5 separate regions of the Mus musculus genome follow, and all the other regions are linked to region 2. A link is a contact called in public HiCAR-type, HiChIP or PLAC-seq and promoter capture Hi-C data. All regions are on one chromosome and are shown on one strand. Each heading gives the region's core, a stretch centred on a gene start, on an enhancer-like site or on the middle of the called end of the contact. The rest is flanking DNA. Distances are from core to core; before and after follow the strand shown. Region 1 holds the start of Rnf130 (ring finger protein 130). Region 2 holds the start of Rack1 (receptor for activated C kinase 1). Region 3 holds the start of Mrnip (MRN complex interacting protein). Region 4 holds the start of Mapk9 (mitogen-activated protein kinase 9). Region 5 holds the start of Tbc1d9b (TBC1 domain family, member 9B).

What was found. Promoter capture Hi-C pulls out the DNA fragments that hold promoters and counts their contacts. HiCAR-type assays count read pairs that join an accessible place to other places. HiChIP or PLAC-seq counts read pairs in DNA pulled down with a chosen protein or histone mark.
Region 1: a HiCAR-type map of astrocytes shows a contact between it and region 2, with 3 times the contacts expected there. The contact joins the promoter of Rnf130 here to the promoter of Rack1 in region 2. A contact is called at or near these places in 1 of 39 promoter capture datasets (neutrophils), 1 of 115 datasets of contacts at active chromatin or transcription factors (astrocytes) and 2 of 9 other capture datasets (adipose tissue and liver).
Region 3: a contact with region 2 is called in an H3K27ac HiChIP or PLAC-seq map of extraembryonic endoderm stem cells, with 7 times the contacts expected there. The contact joins the promoter of Mrnip here to the promoter of Rack1 in region 2. A contact is called at or near these places in 3 of 39 promoter capture datasets (embryonic stem cells, hippocampal neurons and liver), 2 of 115 datasets of contacts at active chromatin or transcription factors (astrocytes and extraembryonic endoderm stem cells) and 1 of 9 other capture datasets (adipose tissue).
Region 4: a contact with region 2 is called in a promoter capture Hi-C map of embryonic stem cells, with 2.8 times the contacts expected there. The contact joins the promoter of Mapk9 here to the promoter of Rack1 in region 2. A contact is called at or near these places in 11 of 39 promoter capture datasets (the 3T3-L1 cell line, 3T3-L1-derived adipocytes, the C10 cell line and 6 more), 2 of 484 Hi-C or Micro-C datasets (B cells and embryonic stem cells), 2 of 115 datasets of contacts at active chromatin or transcription factors (astrocytes and extraembryonic endoderm stem cells) and 1 of 9 other capture datasets (liver).
Region 5: a promoter capture Hi-C map of embryonic stem cells shows a contact between it and region 2, with 2.5 times the contacts expected there. The contact joins the promoter of Tbc1d9b here to the promoter of Rack1 in region 2. A contact is called at or near these places in 5 of 39 promoter capture datasets (the 3T3-L1 cell line, cranial neural crest, embryonic stem cells and 2 more) and 1 of 9 other capture datasets (pancreatic islet).

Annotation. Positions count from the first base shown.
Region 1 is chr11:50,023,600-50,027,321 of GRCm38.p6, reverse strand. It overlaps Rnf130 (ring finger protein 130), which reads right to left and starts at 1,991. Exons shown (of 9, transcript NM_021540.4): 1 at 1,675-1,991. The coding sequence starts at 1,921.
Region 2 is chr11:48,797,837-48,801,716 of GRCm38.p6, reverse strand. It overlaps Rack1 (receptor for activated C kinase 1), which reads right to left and starts at 1,357. Exons shown (of 8, transcript NM_008143.3): 1 at 1,145-1,357; 2 at 1-54. The coding sequence starts at 1,253. Gm36109 (predicted gene, 36109) reads left to right here and starts at 2,314. Exons shown (of 2, transcript NR_166852.1): 1 at 2,314-2,336. LOC115485831 (a small nucleolar RNA gene) reads right to left here and starts at 852; the gene lies at 785-852.
Region 3 is chr11:50,172,514-50,176,498 of GRCm38.p6, reverse strand. It overlaps Mrnip (MRN complex interacting protein), which reads right to left and starts at 1,648. Exons shown (of 7, transcript NM_026543.3): 1 at 1,548-1,648. The coding sequence starts at 1,613. It overlaps Tbc1d9b (TBC1 domain family, member 9B), which reads right to left. Exons shown (of 22, transcript NM_001290760.1): 22 at 3,714-3,985.
Region 4 is chr11:49,844,754-49,848,515 of GRCm38.p6, reverse strand. Mapk9 (mitogen-activated protein kinase 9) reads right to left here and starts at 1,765. Exons shown (of 12, transcript NM_207692.2): 1 at 1,541-1,765. Gm36507 (a long non-coding RNA gene) reads left to right here and starts at 2,219. Exons shown (of 4, transcript XR_003949545.1): 1 at 2,219-2,301.
Region 5 is chr11:50,128,769-50,132,686 of GRCm38.p6, reverse strand. It overlaps Tbc1d9b (TBC1 domain family, member 9B), which reads right to left and starts at 1,327. Exons shown (of 22, transcript NM_001290760.1): 1 at 1,131-1,327. The coding sequence starts at 1,248.

The sequences.
Region 1 (3,722 bases), core at 742-3,241, 1.2 Mb before region 2:
TTCACAGGAGAGGTGAGTTCTCCATCAGTTAATTTTTTAAAAATAAGAAATGAAGCCACCAGACCAAATTATTTTACCAGTATCAAACAGTGTGTATTTGCAGCAGAGGTCTAATATGCAGCCTTCAACCAGTGACAGGTTAAGATAACTGACTTTTAGCTCCCCAAACCTTTCTGCTGGACTCATACAAGCACTATCCAAAAGGGGACTTAATTTGGGGGTGAAGACAAGCAACAGATAGTGGCACTCAAAACACTTTGGAGTACAGCATCTTAAGTGAGGATGGTGGTCTGGGTTGCCTGGGGAGAACCAAGCCCCAAGAGCAAACCACAGATTTCATAACACTTTACAGCTCTTTCTGCAGAGTAGCTTGCCTCTCTCTTCCTCTTCCTTCCCTTCCACATGACCCTCACGGTTCTTTTCCCCACCAGAAAATAGTGTAGCATTGTTACTGCCATAGTTTGGCAACATTACATGTCCCAACCACAGTGACTGGCACAGAGCAGGCAGCAAATATTTATTGAATGGAGCAAAGAAAAAAAAACTGTTCCTATGGTCAAATAGGGACCTTAAGTACTGCTTCTAACCTAGTGGAATAAGAAATACACTGGTGTAAAAATGACCGTTTAAGAGCCCAGTCTAAGTTGAAGAAAGACAACAGTAAAACCTTATGCCCCAAGCCAGTATGCCTCAACAACAACTGCTTAATATATGTTATACAAATACCGAGCTCAGAGAGCATATTTTAATATTTTAGACTATAAAAGCAAACACTATTGCCTAGATTAGGTCATCTGAACACGAATAGCAATTTTGGTTTTTAATCCTCTCAACATTGTAAGGTGAGAACGGGAGGATATAGAAGATGGGAGACATCTCCCCGAAGTCCAGCCTGCCAAAGTCCCCAAATGTCACACTCCACGGAGAAATGTCCTTTAAAACACGGCCAGTAATTAACAAATACCAGTTTACACCAAATCATTAAGAATTCACAGCCAGCATACACAAAGGGAACGCCAAGGCTAAATCAAATGGCTTCAAAGACGATTCCTGATCATTTTACCTTTTTTCCTTCTGGATGGGCACCCGTGACCAAAGACTTGGCTACTAGTTCAGCTACTCTCACATTCTTTATAATGTGAAAATCTCTAGCGTTTCATGACAGCACAACTATCGGGGCCAGAGAAAACCAAAAGCAACAGGGACCCTCTCCCCTTAGCCACTACTGGGGGGAGAGGGAGGGGGAGGGGGAGTAGATGGGGGGGGGGGCTCTGATCCCTAGAGATTCACTGCAGTGTTAAATCCGTGGGATTTCAGGAACAAACCTACCGATTCCAAAAAACAGGTTAAGCATCTCGTCCACCATGAACTAGTTCTGCGCCCCTGCACCACCTCCTTTGTCTCAACTGTCCCTGAAAACTCGCATTCCAGTGCCCTCCAGTAAACAAGCTAACTAAATGAAAAAGAGGAGGACGTTCTAAGTCTCGCTCTCTTTTAGTTTTAGGGTGAAATGCAGCAGGGTTTCTGGAGCCTCTTTCCTCAGCGGGGAGCAGGCCAGGCTCCACAGCGCGAGGACCTCGAGCCCCCTGGGCCGGCGGCCGAACGGCGCGCAGACCCCCGGCCACGCCGCCCCCGCGACCCCCGCCCGGCTTCGGGCTTCGGCTCCGGCCTCACCTCCGTGGATGGGCAGCGGTGCCAGCACCTGGCCGCGGACCTCGGCCTTGGGTGAGTCGAGCCCGTAGCGCCCGCGGTCGATGCGGAACGTGAGCGGGGTGCCGCGGCCGGGCTCCTGCACCGTCACGTTGATGAGCGCCGTGTAGTACTCCTGGCTCGCGTTGTCCGCTCGCGTCGGCCACAGGCTGCAAGTCAGCAGGGCCAGCGCCGCGAGCCGGGCCGGGCCCGCTCGCGCCGCGCCGCTCATGGTCCCTCCGGCCGCCGCCGCCGCCGCCGCTCGCGGACCGGGCTCCGGGGCCGGTGCTGAGAGGCGGGGCGGGCGCGGCCCGGGCTGCGGCGGGAGCGCGCGCGCGCCTCGAAACGAGCCGGGCACGAGCACGGCCCTCCTCGGCGCCGCGGCTCCGCCGTTCGCCGCCCTCACGTCCGCGGCCCGCGCGCGAGTGCGCGCCCGTGGATCTCTCAGGGGAAGGACGGCGCGTCAGGCCGTGTGCTGTCAGGGCACCTGGAATGCCCAGGGACTAGGCCTGCGGACAGGGCCCCTGAGAGGACTCGGAGTGGTGGGAAGGAGTGGTCCCCACTGCTCGGGGAGGGTCAGCAACGCCGCCTCAGGCGCGTGCCCGCCGCCGCCCCATTCCCTCCAGCAGAGCGGCAACGCGCAAGCCCGATGCGCAAACCCGTCCGCTGCGCGTGCGCAATAGGCGCTGCCTGCTCCCGCCCTCCCGCACGAGGGCCAGGGGCGGTCCAGTCACCTGCTTGCTGGCACTGGGTTCAGTGAACTGCCCCGGGCTTCATACCCCGCTATGACCTGGATCTGTGAAGCTTTCCAAGAACCTATAGAGATGTTGGAGATACCACTAAAAGAAACTAAGCTAATCGTTAAGGTTTTAAATTAAATGTCTGTGAGAGCTAACATTTCCACTGGGTTGGTTGCATGCTGTACAATAATTGACATCAGTCGGGAGAGTGCCTTTGCGTTTGGGGCCCAGTAGACTTGGACCCAATAAGGCATCTGAGTGGTTAGCAAGGTCTGTTAGAGACGGATGTTAACTTCATCAGGTTGGTATGGTCCTCTTCCCCCACTCCCCCCTCCCCGCCCCCAGAATACCCAGAGCCACAGGCCTTCACTTCCTTTTTGTAAAATGGCATAGTACCACGGCATTTAACAAGGACTCTGCTCTGTTTCTTCAGTAATTGGGCCTCTCCTCACTGGGTGAAATGGACCCCAGTACCTATTCTCAGGATGAGACCCCGGAGGTGCCTGCCAAAGAGTCACAGGCTATGTTTGGAGCCTGCATCAGACTATCTCTAATATGAATCTCCTTTCCCCTCCCATTTGTTGGTCTAATCTTCCCTTTGCTAAAAATGTGTATGGTATTAGCAAGGGTTTTTAGTGTGTGGGGTGCTGATGCCCCTGACGAGAAGTGATAGAAGTCCACACACACCTGATACAAAACCAGGGTAGAGGAAGGAGTAAACAACGAAAATAATTTTATGGTTGGGGTCACTACAACATAAAGAACTGTATTAAAGGGTCACAGCATTAGGAAGGTTGAGAACTACTGGTGTAACAGTATATGGGAAATGAGAATGTAGTGTTTAGGGTACTTGGGTGTGGGGGGCTTCCTGGAGGATGTGGGCTGAAGTCTGAATAGAGCCCTCAGATGCCTGTCAGTGAGCTACCCTCATGCCCACCTTGACAGGGCCATTTCTCTATCTCTACCACTTTCTTTGTCTCTTAAACCTCTTTGCCTGTCTCTCTTCCCATTTCTCAGTTCATAAGAATGCCTAGATCACCTGTTTGTCCCATGTCAAATTCCCTTCTTGCCAAGCTCCACTAAGATCTCAGCTACCACCTTTGCAGGTCCCAGATTCTATTAAGAGCTTTTGTCTGTCAGGATTTGATCTGCTTGCTACCTCTAGGTGTATAAGGACAAGTGTGTAAGGCCCATGGAACAGTGCTTGGGGGACTCCAGGGGTCAAAGCCTAAGCATGGCCCCATGGGCAGTGCTGAAACTCTCAGAGAGTTGTCTAGTTTTCCAAAGTCTGTC
Region 2 (3,880 bases), core at 108-2,607:
GTATGCCATAGTTGGTCTCATCTCTGGTCAGCTTCCACATGATGATGGTCTTGTCTAAAAGGGTTGGTAAAGGTTGGTATAAGCCTACTTACTGTGCACCATTTACAGTCTTAAAGTCACTGGGGCCAGTAAACGGGACAGAGAAACTTCAAGTTATAAATAAAAGAGGCTTACTACTCTACAATATCAAGAGCTGTAGATCTCAGCTGTAATGTGAGACTATGGGCACCACACTTCCTGGGATTGAGACTTAAGTTCCACATTCAAAATGTATTTTATTTAAAGTGGCTCCCTACATACATATGTGTGCTACCTGTGTCTATGGTGTTCAGAAGTGCGTGTCAGGTCTCCTGGAACTAGTTTCAGATGACTGCAAGCTACCATGCAGGGTCTGGGAAACTAACCCTAACCTTAGTCATCGTCCGGGCCCGAGACTAATTAACAGCAGAAGCACCACTTGGGTGTATGTAGGCTGAGCAGAGACAGCCTTTCCCGCCTGAGAGTTACTGAAATAAATGCAGCCGTTATTGTAGCATCAGACACAATCCTAGCCACGAACCAACTTACACAGAAACGGACAATAATAAGCCTAGTATTAGGTAGGAGAGAAAATGAGCATAATTTTGGGGTGGGTAGGGAGGAAATACACATGAAGATACATCATTAAAGAAAAAAAATCATTAGTTACAAGAAAACCTAGGGCGGGACAATCAAGTCCGGAAATGTGGGGAACAAGGCATCTACAAAGTTTACCCACTGTCTATAGTTTAGGGCCAGGCGACAACAGCTCAGAAACAGCCTCTGGATTTCAGCAAAGCCACTCAGATGGCATGTTGGGGTCATCATTGCTCCGCCCGTCTTGTAGCCCCGTAAAACTACTTAAACACATCTCCAGGAAGCAAGCGAGAGATTTAAAATCGCCAACTTTGGGAGGTGGGGTGTGAGTACAGTTGCGCGACGTGTCTCGGTTTCCGTTCATGTGTAAAGGGTCGTCCCGGTTGGGGCCCAAGTTGGGGTATGCACGCCCCAACTAACAACTGGGTTGGGGAATGAACCGAGCCAACACGCGCGCCACTTGCTTAACCACGAGACTCTCATGCAGTCCCCAGGACACCGGGTGATTTACCCGGCATGCAGCCCGTACCTCGAGACGCAGACAGGATCATGTCCGGGAACTGCGGTGTGGTGGCGATCTGTGTTACCCATCCATTGTGGCCCTTAAGGGTCCCGCGAAGGGTCATCTGCTCGGTCATGGCTGCAGTTGATGCGAGGGTCGCCGCAGCGACAAGGATGGCACCGGATAGCTCAGAGAGCCAAGCACCACAGCGGCTGCCACCACGACCCTGTGGAGAAAAAGAAAGAGCGGCCTCCGCCGGAACCGGAAATACTCGGAGAGCAAGGCGGGGATTCCCATGATTCACTGCTGCTCAAAGATAGCTGCACTGAGAAGTGGGAGGAACTGGGAGAGTAGGTCTCAAGTATCGTCGTTTCTTCTGCCACGCAACCTAGTTTGGCAGCGCTGTACAAATGCATTCTGAAGCCAGATGCGCCAGGGTTTTAGAAAGGCTTCTCGGGAGATTAAAGCATGCCGTGGAAGCAGAAGTGGGGCTGAGGGCACACAAGCAAACTACAGTGGCCTCTCCGCCCTTACGTGGCAGAGACGCGGCTCCGCCCTTTCCGCTTCTGTTCAGTTCCTTGGTTGGAGACCCCGGCTCCAACTTTGACTTACGGAAGTACAATTAAAGTCGCAATTAGAGGCGTGTGCCAGCAAATCTGGCCTGTTTGTTTGTTTTATGGCAAAATTTCATGTAGCGAAGGCTAGTCTTAAACTGGTTGTGTTGCCAAGGATGGTTTTGAACTACCGACCTGCTTCTGTCTCCCAAGTACTGGAATTATAAACCGAGCCGCCGCCCGGCGAGGCTATAAAGGAGGAAGTGCTGGGTTCAGATTTCTGGGGATTCTGTTGGAAGCCCTTTCTGTGCCTCTGATCATTCCCCAGAAAAGCCTGCTGGTCTGTCTTGTGCTGCCCTGAAAGAAGTGTTCCCGGACGGGGAAGCAGAGGAACACGGATAGCCTGGCAACCCGATGACCTCAACACGTGTTCAAATTTTGTAGTGTTTCCAAATGTCACAGATCTGGCCTTAAAAAGTTTTAACTGTATGTTTTAAAGTATTTGTGTGTGAGTGCGCTTGTGATTGCCACAGAGCACTGGCTGAAGTCAGGAATTTTCTCTCCTGCCATGTGTGTTTGGCTACAGCCGATTTGTTCAGCTTCACTTTTTTTTTTTTTTTTTTTTTTTTTTTTTTTTTTTTAAGGAGCACACACAGGTCAGGAAGGTAAGCAACCACTAATGTCTATGTGAACTAAAGGATACATTTAATTATTTATTTTAGTGCTATGGGTTGAACTCCCACATGCTAGGAAGAGTGCCTTACAGAGTTAAATCCACCCAACTCCCAGCCTTGTTTAGTTTTTGTTCGTTTTTTTGTTTGTTTTTTGTTTTTCGAGACAGGGTTTCTCTGTGTAGTCCTGGCTGTCCTGAAACTCACTCTGTAGACCAGGCTGGCCTCGATGATGGAATTCATCACCACATTCAACCTTGTTTCGTTTTGATTCAGGATGTGCATAGCTCAAATTGGCCTTAAATTTATGATCTCCCTTCCTCAGCCTGCCAAGTAACTAAGATTATAGCCCTAAAACACCAAGCCCTAGGTATAAGTATTTGTTTTTCTTTCTTTTTTTTTCTTTTTTTTGGTTTTGTTTTGTTTTGGAGACAGTGTTTCTCTTTGTATCCCTGGCTCTCTGTAGACCATGCTGGCTTGTTTTTTTCTATTCGTAAATTGCATGGAATTTAACTTCTCCTCCTCCTCTTCTTATGTGTTTTGTTTTTCCAGACAATGTGTAGCCTTAGCTGCTCTGGAACTTGCCCTCTAGACCAGGATGGCCCTGAAGTCCGAGTTCACCTGCCTCTGTCTCCCAAGCGCTGGGACTAAAGACATGCACCACCATCATCCAGCTGAGTTTAGTTTCTTATCTGTGATAAGAGATTGAAATTAGTACTTATAAAATATGGTAGTGCGGAGAATAAAGGAATATAGGAGACTAAGCATGGTGTCAGAGGTTTGGGATCCGAGTGTTCAGGAGGCAGAAGTAGGAAGATCACTGATGTCACGGCTGACCTAGTCTATTTAGTAAATTCCAGGCAAGCCAGCTTAGGTCACAGATAAGAACCGAAGGAAGAAAGAAGCCGGATGGCCATTTTGTTTTGTTTGTAGTTTACGTCTTATCATGGTGGGGTAAGACAGTGAGGTTAAGTTTGGAGGGAAGCCATAGGCAGATGTGAAAGCACAATATCTTGTGGGTATCTGGGGAATAGTTCCATTGCAAAGGCTTTTGGCTGGGATCCGTAGGCCGAGCAGTGAGAGTTGCCAGAGTTTGCTGGGATTAGGGGACCTTAGCAAGGTGCACTGGAAGGCATTTGGAAAGGAAGGTATATGTTAGGTGAATGTTGTGTGAAGTTGCAGCCCCCTGTGGTTGCTCAGAGATGTAAAAACCAGGGTCTCTCAATTAAGACCACTTGCTCTGCCGGCCTGTTGCAGACTCACCCGTTGTAGTCTCGGTGGAATATGCAGGGTACTACCCTGGATGTGTTCTTTCACAACCAGAGGGATGCCTTCTTAGCACCCCAAGGTTTTACATCATCTGTCTCTTTGGTAGACCCAACTGGCTGTCTTTCATTTTTCCAAGCCTTAAGCCATTCTTGTGTTTCTCTGGTGGTTCTGGAAGTCACCTGTCCTTTCTTACCCTAAAGCTAGTTTGCTGCTCTAACTAAAATTAAGTGGGTCACGCTAGCACTTGGCTATCTCTGTACTACGCTATG
Region 3 (3,985 bases), core at 399-2,898, 1.4 Mb before region 2:
GGGGACTGCTGGCTGCCAGCCTAGCTCCAGGTTCAGTGATAGACCCTGTTCCAGAGAAATAAGGTGGAAAGACAGCAGAACTAATGTTCCTTTCTGGCCTCCATGTGCTTATCTGCATACAAGCATGCATATAACAGACACACAGACAGACAGACAGACACACAGACACACACACTACATGCGCATGCGAGCACAGAGTGGGGCAGGAATTCCAGAGCTGGAGATATGCCTCTGTGGCAGCTAGTACATTGGAGATACAGTTCATCAGTTAAGAGAATTGGCTGCCCTTGTAAAGGACCTAAGTTCTGTTCCTAGCACCAATGTGGCAGCTCACAACTGTCTGTCCCTCTAACTCCAGGAGATCTAAGACCCTCTTCTGGCTTCTGTGGGTACCACATTTTATGGGGTGCAGACATACATGCAAGGCAAACCATACACATAAAAATAATTTTTTTATATAGATACAAAAGCTCCTTGAAGAAATGTCATGAAAGATTATGCTTAACTATACAAAGAGATCTAGGCTGATTCGTAAGTCTCCTGGGACTGACGTGGCATTAGAGATATATACTCTAGATATTCAGGAAGCTGAGGCCAGGGATTAGGAATTAGAGGTCAATCTAAAGTAAATATTGAAATTATGTCTTGGCAACACCCTCAAAACCAAACCAAATTCCACCCCCTAAAACAATAAAACCACTACCACCAAGACTAAGATTTGGGTTGGGGATCAGCTCAGAAGTTAACTAATAAGGTTGAGGCAGGAGGATCTAGAGCCTGGAGCCAACTTGACGTATGAAACAAAGCCTCTCAAACAAACACCGACCACTATCCCCTTTAACCATTTATGGGTTGTGCTGGCTCTAATGAGCATGGAGGTAACTATTACCACGAAGATAAGGCTGCAGGTAGAGGCACCAAGTGACATCCGGGCCCACCAAGGGGAATGTCAAAATGGAGTCCAAACTGCTTATACATTATTCAGTTTTGCTTGTTTTGAAACAGGGTCTCGGATAACCCTGGTTGGCCTCAAACTCGCTAAGCCCTCCTACCTTCATTCATTGCCATGCCTAATCCCATTTTTGGGCTGTGGGAATGTTAGGCGAACACCCAACCCTAGGGCTTTTAAAGCTCACCATTCACTGTAATAAAACTGAGAAGAGACACTGAGTGTAATGATGGGCTAGGTTCTGCGTAGAGGACGCTACTCCTCAACCTGGATTCCTGACCATTTTGCTAGTATCCAATGGAAGCCGCCTCAGAAGAAACAACTACTGTGGATTCTACAACGATCATGCAAAAAACCGACATACACTGGGCTGGGTGGTAGCTCAGTGGAAGAGCGCGCCCACAGCTCTGAGCAGAACCCTCAGCAGCAACAACAGATAAACACAAACAAAATGGCAGAGGCGTGTTGTGAAGTGACAGCAACGAAGCACAGCCTTCAGCCTCGTCACTGTCATTTCCCATGGCCATATGAGACGCGGCCCTCCATATCTCGCCCACCGTCCTGCTAGGAAAGAGGGTGAGGCAGACGCCCACCCCACCTGATGCGCCTGAAAGATGTGGCAGCTGCAGCACCGTAGAACCCGAGACTGCTGAGCCGGCGCCATTCAGGACTCACTCTCCCGCCGTGAGCTCGGGCTCTGCAATCCCGCCCAGGCTCCGCCCAACCTGCGCTGGTTCCGGCCCCTCTAGGCTCAGCTCCACCTCGCATGCCCTGGTGCGTCTCTCCGTTCTTCTCTGACTGAGTCGGCCCCGCCCCTGAGAGCTCTTGAGCCGCTCTAGCCCACTGTCTCGGTGGTCACTGTTCGCCTCTCCGGCCTCCCAACCCCGCCTCCATCCCCTGACAAGCATAAAAAACAAATCAAATCAAAACAAACCAAATCAAGTCAAATCAAATCAAATCAAATCAAAACAACAACAACACAACCCGAGCTGGTGTTCCTACGTGTTTGGTCCATCGCCTTTGGCTCTCTGACTCGGAGCAGGGACGGTGCTTTTCTACAGCCAGGACATCTTTGCATGGCTGACATTATAAACTATCTTGGTTTTGAATTAAAACTGTCGTGTGACTGTGATCTCAGCATTTACAAGACGGAGGCAGGAAAACGTCAAATTAAAGGTCCTTTATCGCCGGGCGGTGGTGGCGCACGTCTTTAATCCCAGCACTTGGGAGGCAGAGGCAGGCGCACTTCTGAGTTCAAGACCAGCCTGGTCTACAAAGTGAGTTCCAGGACAGCCAGGGCTACACAGAGAAACCCTGTCTCAAAAAACAAACAAACAAAAACAAAACAAAAACAAAAAAACAAAACAAAAACAAAACAAACAAAACAAAACAAAAAAGGTCCTCTTTCCCTCCAGAGTCTGAGGCTAGTTTGGGATACAACATTGTAGGAAAATGGATGGGTCTGGAAAGTATATTTTTTATACTTTTTATATTTTTTATTTTTTATATATTTTTTGAGACTGGATCTTACTATGTAGCTGTAGCTCGCTGGCTTTAACTGCTCCTGCAGAGGACCCATATTCAGCTCCTAGCACCTACATGGCAGCTCACGAGTATCTGTAACTCTGTGGGTGCTAGGCATGAACATGGTAAATATACATACATGCCGGCAAACATTCATACTTATAAAATTAGTAAATATTTCAAAAATAAACAAAGTCATTCTAGAGCTCAGTGGTTAAGTCACTAGAGTCCTGTCTCTTCCCCCTGAAACCTGAGATTAAGGCATACCCCCAGGCTGGCTTCTTTTCTTTCTTCTTTTTATTTTTCTTCCCTCTCTGTGTAGCCCTGGCTATTCTAGAATTCCTTCCCTCTGTAGACCAGGCTGGCCTCAAACCCACAGAAACCTGCCTAATTCTGGCCACCTAAGTGCTGAGATTAAAGGCATGCTCCACCACCACCTGGCTTAATTGGTATTTTGAAACCATAAACTTTACAAGATTGGTGTTGAAGGATCATACTGTGAACCCCAAGAGTGTATACTGGAAAAAAACCTGTCTTTAGTTGTGGTGTGGCTTAGCCCTAGTTCACACCTTTAATCCAAGAGTTTTGAAAGATAACTGATCACACTATAAGATTGTATACTGGAAAAATCTGTTCCTAGTTGTGGTGTGGCTTAGCTCTAGCACACACCTTTAATCCAAGAGCTGTTTCTTGTAAACAAGATTGAATAAAGTCAACCATAGGTATGGAGGCTGAACAAGCAACCAGTTGACAGGGAGTGAACACAGGAATAAAACTATAGAAAGTAAGAGGAAGTCAGGAGCATGGATAGAGAGACACACAGGATATAGGAAGGAGGGACATTCAGTTGGAAAGGTTTTTAAGACAGTGTGGAGAAAGAAATTTTATTTTTCCTTCTGGGATGTGGGTTGAAGAAGGTCAGTTGGGTACTTTCTCTTTTCTGAGCTAGTAGGCTTTCACCAGCATGTCTGGCTCCTGAGTCTTCACTTGGTAAAATCAAATGTTTGGGATTTTTTTTACAAAGAACAGACTAGTGGTTGCCTGGCGCTGGGAGAGGGAGCAAGAATGTACTGTAAGTGGATCTAAGGGCTGATAGAGACGATCCAGAAGGGAACAGGAATCTACTGTAAGTGGACCTAAGGGATCTTCCTGGGCTGATAGAGATGATCCAGAATTGTGTTCAGATGGTAACTCAGCAGGTTTACTAGAAATCACCGTTTTGTACTTTAAACAAACAAAGTAATTTTTAAAAAATTTTTTATTTAGTATTTGTGTGGTGGTGTGGGCAGAGACCAGCATGTCCCATTTCATCGCTCTGCGTTATTCCCTTGAGGCAGGGTTTCTCACTGAACCTGAAGCTGGCTATCTGGTTAGGCTGCCCATCTCTGATCACCAGCACTGGGGCACAGGTGGGCATGACCATGCCCAGCTTTTACATTCGTGCTGGGAATCAGCAAAGTTTAAAGTATTGTTGTAAATAATACCTAATGTCTTCTTATTTATTTTAGCTTT
Region 4 (3,762 bases), core at 516-3,015, 1.0 Mb before region 2:
GCTGAACCAAGTTCTGGAGCTCTGGGGTCTCCAGCACCCCATAAAGCCCCACACTTGCCCTGGAGGGCTGATTCTTGGCTCCAGACTGAGCAGAGTTCCTTGTTGATCTTGCCCTTTCACTTTCTGTCTGTCCCTGCTCAAGGCCCTCCAGCACCCCCACCCCACACCCTCCATTTCTAGGGCACAGACCCTTCACTATAGCTGGTGTCATATCCTGTCCTAGAACTGTGTGCATGCCAGTCTGCTCTATGGGGCTCCTGGACTCTCTGGGGGACGGTACCCTGTTGCTATCTCCTTTGTGTCCCCAGAGCCCAGCAGAAAGCATGACCTAGATAATACAGAATCCAGTAGATAACTCCTGAATGTGTGGAAGGAAGCCAGAGCAAAACTCTTACCAAAACGTATTTTTTTTATCACAAATTGTTCTGACAGCTACTAGAAAGAGATTAAAAACATGAAAATATTTCACAAAGTGAGAATCAGCGTCTGTTTGCTTACAAGTTTCACAAGTTAAAGTCACCAACAAAATGGACAAAGCAGAGATAATAATAGGCAGGGATGGTCTTACTGTTCATTCACTGATCTGACTTTACAGATGAAACAACTACCTGTACTCACCATGCTATACAAAAAGGACGGGGCAATAAATCAGATAGCATCAATCCAGAGTAGGTACTGGATGGAAAATTAAAGAAACTGATGAGCGAGAATGACTAAGCGAGGGAAAAGGGTGGTCAAGCTAGGTAGGCCTCGCCTATAACAAGACACTGAACCACAGGAGGAAGCGATGTGAGAGAAGACAGCTGGGTAAAAATCTTATAGACAACTCTGAACATAGAGAAATCGAAGTGCAAAGGTCCTGAGGTAAATAAATGATTTTGGCATGCCCAAGGCAGGTGAGCTTAGGATAGGAGAGCAGAGATCTGCTTCTGTTAAGAGGGGAAGGAGTGGCGGAGGAGGTGGGCAGGGCCCACTCTGGCTTTGCTGGGCACTGAAGATGAATGACAAGGCTCGGGAGGGGGGGCAGAAGTGGGGGAGGACTCTAAGCGGATGAGGGGGAGTTCCTACGACACTCACATCAGCAAGGGAGCATTTATTTACCCACTCAGATGCTCTCAAATGTGCGCCTTAGGCTTCTCTGCCCTAACGCTTTGAGACAGTTACACTGCCCGTTAACAACCCCGACCAAACCCTAGACATTCTACCATTACTCCCGAGGGGAAAGCAGAGGGCCAGTGAGGGTCGCAGTCACCGCCAAGGTCGCGGGGACCAGAGCTCAGGCTCCAGGGCATGCAGCGGGGTGCAGCGACGTGCCTCACAGCTGGAGGAAAGGCGCCCACAGATCCCTGCGGGCAGGTCTGCTGGGGCCCGGCCAGACAGCCGGCCTGCAGCCCTGGGGCTGCACACACCAGGCGGGAGAGAACGACCGCGGAACCGTGGATAGCCGGGCAGTACCGAGCAGTCCACCCCCTGAGCCCCGCACCCCAGGCCCTGCGTGGCCCGAGCAGCCCCGCCAGGCCTAGCCGCCCGCCCGGCTCACCTCGGCTCCGCGCCGCCGCGCCGGAGGCAGAGGGAGGGCACGCTGGCGGCGATGCGTTCTGGCGGCACCCAGCTCCACGACCTGGACCCGGTCGCCCCGCCCCGCTCTGCTCCGCCCCGTCGCCGTCGCAGTGGGTGTGAGGGGCGCGGGGCGCTGCGACCCTTCCGGTCCGGTTCCCTTCTGCTCCGCTGCTGCCACCGCCGCCGCCGCCGCCGCGGCGCTCAGTCTGACGGATTCTTAGGCCAGCCAATCAGAACTAGGATATCCAGACAGGCGGGACCAATTGAGACTGGGGGTGGGCAAGGCTGGGCAGTACGGGCGTGGCTGGAGGCTGGGTGTGGGCGGGGCCAGTGGCGCGCTCTGGATGCCCTAGTGCAGAGTGGCGCCCCCTAGGCGGCTCGCCGTCTGACCGTCTGCTTGCTGGAAGAGCGTCCGCCAGTGTGCACAGAGTTAGGGATCCAGGTCAAGCTAGGACCGTCTCCTGAGCCCGCCCTCCAGGGCCAGGAGACCCGCATGCGCCGGAGAGGGTGGGCCAAGGGGAGCCAGAGCCGGGGAGGGGCGAGGCGTGACTTTGCGACTACAGTGTAGGAGCCATTGTCAGGCCTCGGTTGTAGCAGGTGCAAATGGAGAGGCGACTTGGAAAAGGACTAAAGACAGCCGGGTTAGACAAGAGTTCTGGGCATGATCAAGGACTTGAAGCCTGGGAACCTGGAGTACAACGGCCCCGGAGGAAGAACCAGGACAAGCCGCGGGGCCTTGGGGTTTGTTTTTCACTAAGGCAGATGCCACACTGAATGGGATCATAACAGGGGTGCGGCCAGATGTCCAGAAGGTGGGGGTTGGGGAGACGGTGACCATGACCCTGATGAGTCAGTGACGGGTATAGCCTAAAGAGGCCTCTTATAAGAGACAAGTTTCTGCTTTGGTGTAGAGGGGTGAGGAGGGTGTCCGTCCAGTGCTGAAGGGCTTCTAGACAGTGGGTCTTTAACACTGCTGCTTTTGTTGACGCTTCTGCAGACCTCTGGCTCTCAAGTAGGTTCCAGAAGGTCTGAGGTGAATCAGATGTTTGGAAAACTCAGAATTTGGGATTCTGACTACTCTGTGTTTTGATAGAGAGGCTGCAAGTGAGACAGGGACGTTGAACACACTGAGGGAAGCTACGAACAGGTTAGGCTGAGGACTGGTCAATAAGGGATTGGAAAAATGGAGACAGTAGTTGACAAGTGGTGTCTATGGTGGTAGAGCTGTAGTCACAAGATGCCAAGGAGGAGCCAGGGAGAAGGACTCTGCGTATAGGAAGATCAAGAGACTAGGAGGCCCCATGAATCTCCGCAGAATTTGAAGAGAGCTGTGACTCTGGTTTCAAGCACTGAACTAGGGTGGTGGAGGCTCAGAGGAGCAGTAGGGTCGAGAAGGGGATCCAGACAATCACAGTGTCTCTGTCCTATTCTGCTTTTATATTGGTGTGACAAGGCACAATGACCAGAAAGCACTTCGGGGAGGAGAGGGTTTATTTTGGATTAGAACTCTGAGGTCACACTCCATCGTTAAAGGAAGTAGGAAACTCAAGGCAGGAACCAAAGCAGAGGAAGTGGGGGAACGCAGCTCACTAGGTCAGGGATGGAACTGCCTCCAGTGTGCTAGGCCCTCCCACATCAATCATTTGTGAAGAAAATGTCCCCACAAACTTTATTACAGACCAATCTTAGGGAGGCATTGTCTCAGTTAAAAGTCTCTCTTCCCAGATAGGACTAAATCGAGTTGACCAAGCCCAACTAGCAGAGTCCTCCTTTGGCCACCCCCATGCTGGCCACCAGGGGGAGTATGGTTTATTCCTGCTCAAAATTCTCCTAGTTCCTGAGTGTGCTGCTTTGAGAAAGGTTCTTTTTGTGAGCTTCTGTCCACACCTGTCCTCACCTCGGCTCTTCCCGTCACTGCTTTAGAAGCTCCAAAGAAAACAGAGCCAGCAGTTGGCATTATTAAAAACCAGCACAGCCTGGCTACCATTGTTGCAGTTTCCCTGAAGAACACTAATGAGTGCTTCCCCTCAGATTAGAATCCCTAGACATCCAAGACTGGTGTTATAGCCAACTCAATGCAAAGTAAGTAACCACAAATCATCATGGGTATGTTTACCCAGTAAGTTTCCCATTCAGATTCTGTTTTTTTCTACAGACGCTGCTCTTTGTTCTTTTTTTTTTCAAAATAATGGTGAACATACT
Region 5 (3,918 bases), core at 78-2,577, 1.3 Mb before region 2:
CTGCACAAACCTGGCTCAATGTGATTTGGAATTCACAGAATGGCTGGCACCGTAGTCTGGACGCTCAGCCTTGAGAGGCGGGAGGCGGTTGGACACAGATGAATGCTAGAACAAAAGGGACTTGTCCCACGGTGCCCTGTGTTCCTCAGTGGCCTTATGGTAGCTTCCAAGGTTGATCACTGGGCTGTTCAAGAGGGCTGCTACCTAACTCTCAATAAACATTGGGTCCTGGAGCCAGGCCTAGCATCAACTCCAGTCATCTCTTGGCCCTCCGGGAAGGAGCCTGATTGTGGAAGGGAACATTGAGTTTTCTTGGAAAAGGTACAGTCCCTTCCACATTAAGAAGTGTAGCTCATGAGATGCTGGCAGCTGATGTCACCTAGGTGAGGCCACCAACTGCATCTGCAGGACTGTCAGCTGCCACCCTGCAAAACCAGGGCATTCACAGAAAATTCACTTTCCATATTGAAAGATCTGGCACCCAGAAGGGTCCACGTACAGGGGTCTGCTGCAGGGCCGGATCTGGAGTACTTGACAAGCCCTGGGACACACGGGGCTTCCAACAAGTCCTGCTGAATAGATTCCCACAATGCCACATGTCACACAAAGTCAGAGGCTCCCACTCCAGCTGCTTCTGTGTGAGTGGTAGTGCTCAGATACCCGAGAGGCACCCGGGGTAGCTCTGAGGGACACTTCATATATACCGATAAATATGCAAAAACAAGCTTTGAATTGGGAGCTCTGACGGCATCAAGTGAGGAGAGACCGGAGGAAGGGGAGGTCAGGGCATCTTTGGTCTTCGCCAAGAGGCAACTCTTCAGTGAACTAGGAGTAAAGAGGGCAAAAGGAAACGTGTGCTTATGCCACTTGGTCCCTCAGAGGCAGCTGGAGAAACTGAGGCAGAGGGCGAGCTGGGGAACCCTGCTGGCTTCTGGTTGCTATGTGACTTTACAGGACTGTGCACACGTCCCGGCGGAGGCCACTGGTGTCCTTCCCCTGCTGCCTGTCCCGGGATCGTCCTCCCCACCCGCCTTCCGACCCCCCTGTGCCGCTGCGCGTGCCCGCGGGTCGCGTCCTGCTGCCCCGCCAGGCCCGGTGCGCACAGGCCCGGCCGCCCGCGCCCCGCTCACCCGTGAGGCCTCCGCCCTTGCCGTGGCCTCGGCGCCGCTGCAGCACGAAGAAGGGGTTGGCCCGCTCCGTCACCCATAGCGCGTTAGCCACCAGCACCTCCTCGGGCCCGAGCCACATCCCGCGGCCGCTCGCACCGGGCCAGAGCCCGTGAGGCGGAAGCGCGCGCCGCCGTCGCCGCGCCCGAGCCGAGCCGAGAGGAGCCGAGAGGCTGGGGCGGGGTCGAGACGTCGGCCCGAAGGTTGGCTCCCCCTAGCGGCCGCGCTGGCTCACAGCGTCGCCCTCCTCGACCTCTCCTGGCCTGGCAGTCCCCTCCAGCCCTGCTGCCGCTGTCCAGTTTGGAGGGGATCGCATGCTCTCTGCCTACTGTGCAGCCCAGGCGAGTTAATGTGGCAAAAAGCGTCTGGAGAAGGGTACAGCAGCGCCTGGTCAGCCTCGGGATTTTGACTCAAGTCTAAGGTTGGGATCCTCAAGAGCCCAGTTGTCAGGAAGCGCAGCTGGTGCCCTTTGAAATAAGTGCGCTCACCCCATCTGACAGATGGATTGGGGTGGCCTTGAGGCTGAGGTCACAGATGAGCACTTAATTTTTTTCATAAGCGTACAGCAGTATGATCTAGGGGCGCAGTGCCCTGCTCTTACCTCTCCTGGCCTGAAGGCGGCAGTCTCTGACAGTACAAATTCACCTTCAGATCCCAGCCCAGGGCTTCTGCCACTGAACCATGAAGCAAAACTAGCTACTGCGGGCTCTGTGAACTAGAGCCCGGTTAAACAATTAGGAACAAGATAGTTTCTGACTCAAAGGTGCAAATGACTCCGCCTGGACAAAAGGGGCGGACCATATTTATTTTGGTAAAGGCTAGGGAGACAGCTGTATGAGCTGTCCCCATGTCACCTGGACATGGCAGGAGGGTAAAAGGAAGGAGAGATAAATTCATTCTGGGAGGTTTGAGCAGATGTAATGGGTGACAGCCAGAGTGAGCCACAACCTTCTGAAACGCGGCTTGTGACTCAGCTTTCAAGACATGGCTTTCCTTACAACTTTGAAGTACAATATACTCCGGTTATCCTGACAGAGTACACAGCAACCAGTCAGTCTGGCTGTCCATCATCTTACTCCATGAGGGAGTGAGTATGATATCCATGTATGAAACATAACTAAACTCATCATCTCTCAGATACTGGATTCTCAGCCCATTGTATTAATGTGTCCTGATAGTAAGTCCTCAATGAGGACTTTGGACGCGCAGACGAATGCTGCTGTGCTCTCTGGAGAAGTCTACCCTCAAGATTTCGGAAGTAAGCCAGGCATGGTGGTAGACACCTTTACCCCAGGACTTGGGAGGCAGAGGCAGGTATATCTCTGTGAAGTTGAGACCAGCATGGTTTACCTAGCAAGTTCTAGACCAAAAATAATTTAGAAGTAGTGGACTGAGGGATGGCTCAGCAAAAGATGGAGATTGGGGGGGGGGGGGTTACAGCTCCAGGGGATCTGATACTCTCTTCTGGCTGCTGAAATTAACAGCAATAGCATTCACTCATGGATGCACACACACATATACACAGAGATAGAGACAGAGATAGATAGATAGAGAGAGATGGATGGATAGATAGATAGATAGATAGATAGATAGATGGATGGATGGATGGATGGATAGATGGATGGATGGATGGATGGATGGATGGATAGATAGATGGATGGATAGATAGAAATCTACAAAAAATTTAATTTGGAAGAATGATAATAATTTTATAAAAAGCATTTGGAAGTACCTGAGAACCAGTGAGATGCCTGACTTTGATCTCAGAGCCCACATGGTAGGAGAAAAACAGCTCCTGCAAGTTCCTTTGACTTCTAAGTAAAATAAAATAATAATTAACTAAATAAATGTAATTTAAGAACTGCAAGTATTTGTTCCACCTTGGAGCGCAATAAAGGATCGTCTATCCTTATTTCAAATTTGAGTGTACTTTAGTGTACTCAAGAGTCAAGAGACTGACGTGTCCATCAGCTGATGGTAACAGTAGTGGCATATCCCTCCATGCAACATCCAGCCATAAGATATCAGCCACTGAGGTGCTAAGACATGGCTGGACCTCGGACATCTGAGGCTGACACATAGACTGTTGGCATTGCCTATGTCTTTGCATATCTACCACACTCCTAGGTGCTGCAGCCGACCCAGAGAACAATCTGTAAGGACCAGTTTTTATAAGGAAAATAATATTTATTGAGCACTCAGTCTGTGCTAAGCCTATGTCTTTTTTCTTTTTATTTTGTGTGAATTTATTTTATAAAATTCACTTGATTGATAAAAGTGCAAAATTCAGGTTCTGACACCATCACAGGGCTTAGCAGTGAACCACATTATCTAGCACTTCAGCTCCTTTCCATCATCTGGAATGGTAACCCTGTCCACATCACAGCTACTGCCCAGCCTTCTCCCATTCAGTCCCTAATAACCACAACTCTGCTTTTGCCTCTATGGCCTACCTATCCCGGGTTATTTAGTGTGAACGAAGTAATCTGTCCTGTTGTGCTTGGCTTCTTCACTCACCATCACATGTCCAAGGTCCATCCACGCCGTAGCATGACCGTGGCTTATATTTTATGGCTGAATATTGCATGGAGGGATATGCCACATCTTGTTATCTACCAGTGGATGGATATTTCAGCCTTTTGGCTCTTAATAATATTATCACAAGCACTGTGCACATTTTAAAAGATTTTTACCTCCCTGTGTGCCTGAGTATGTGGCATATTTGTGCCCAGGTGTGCATGACCATACATAC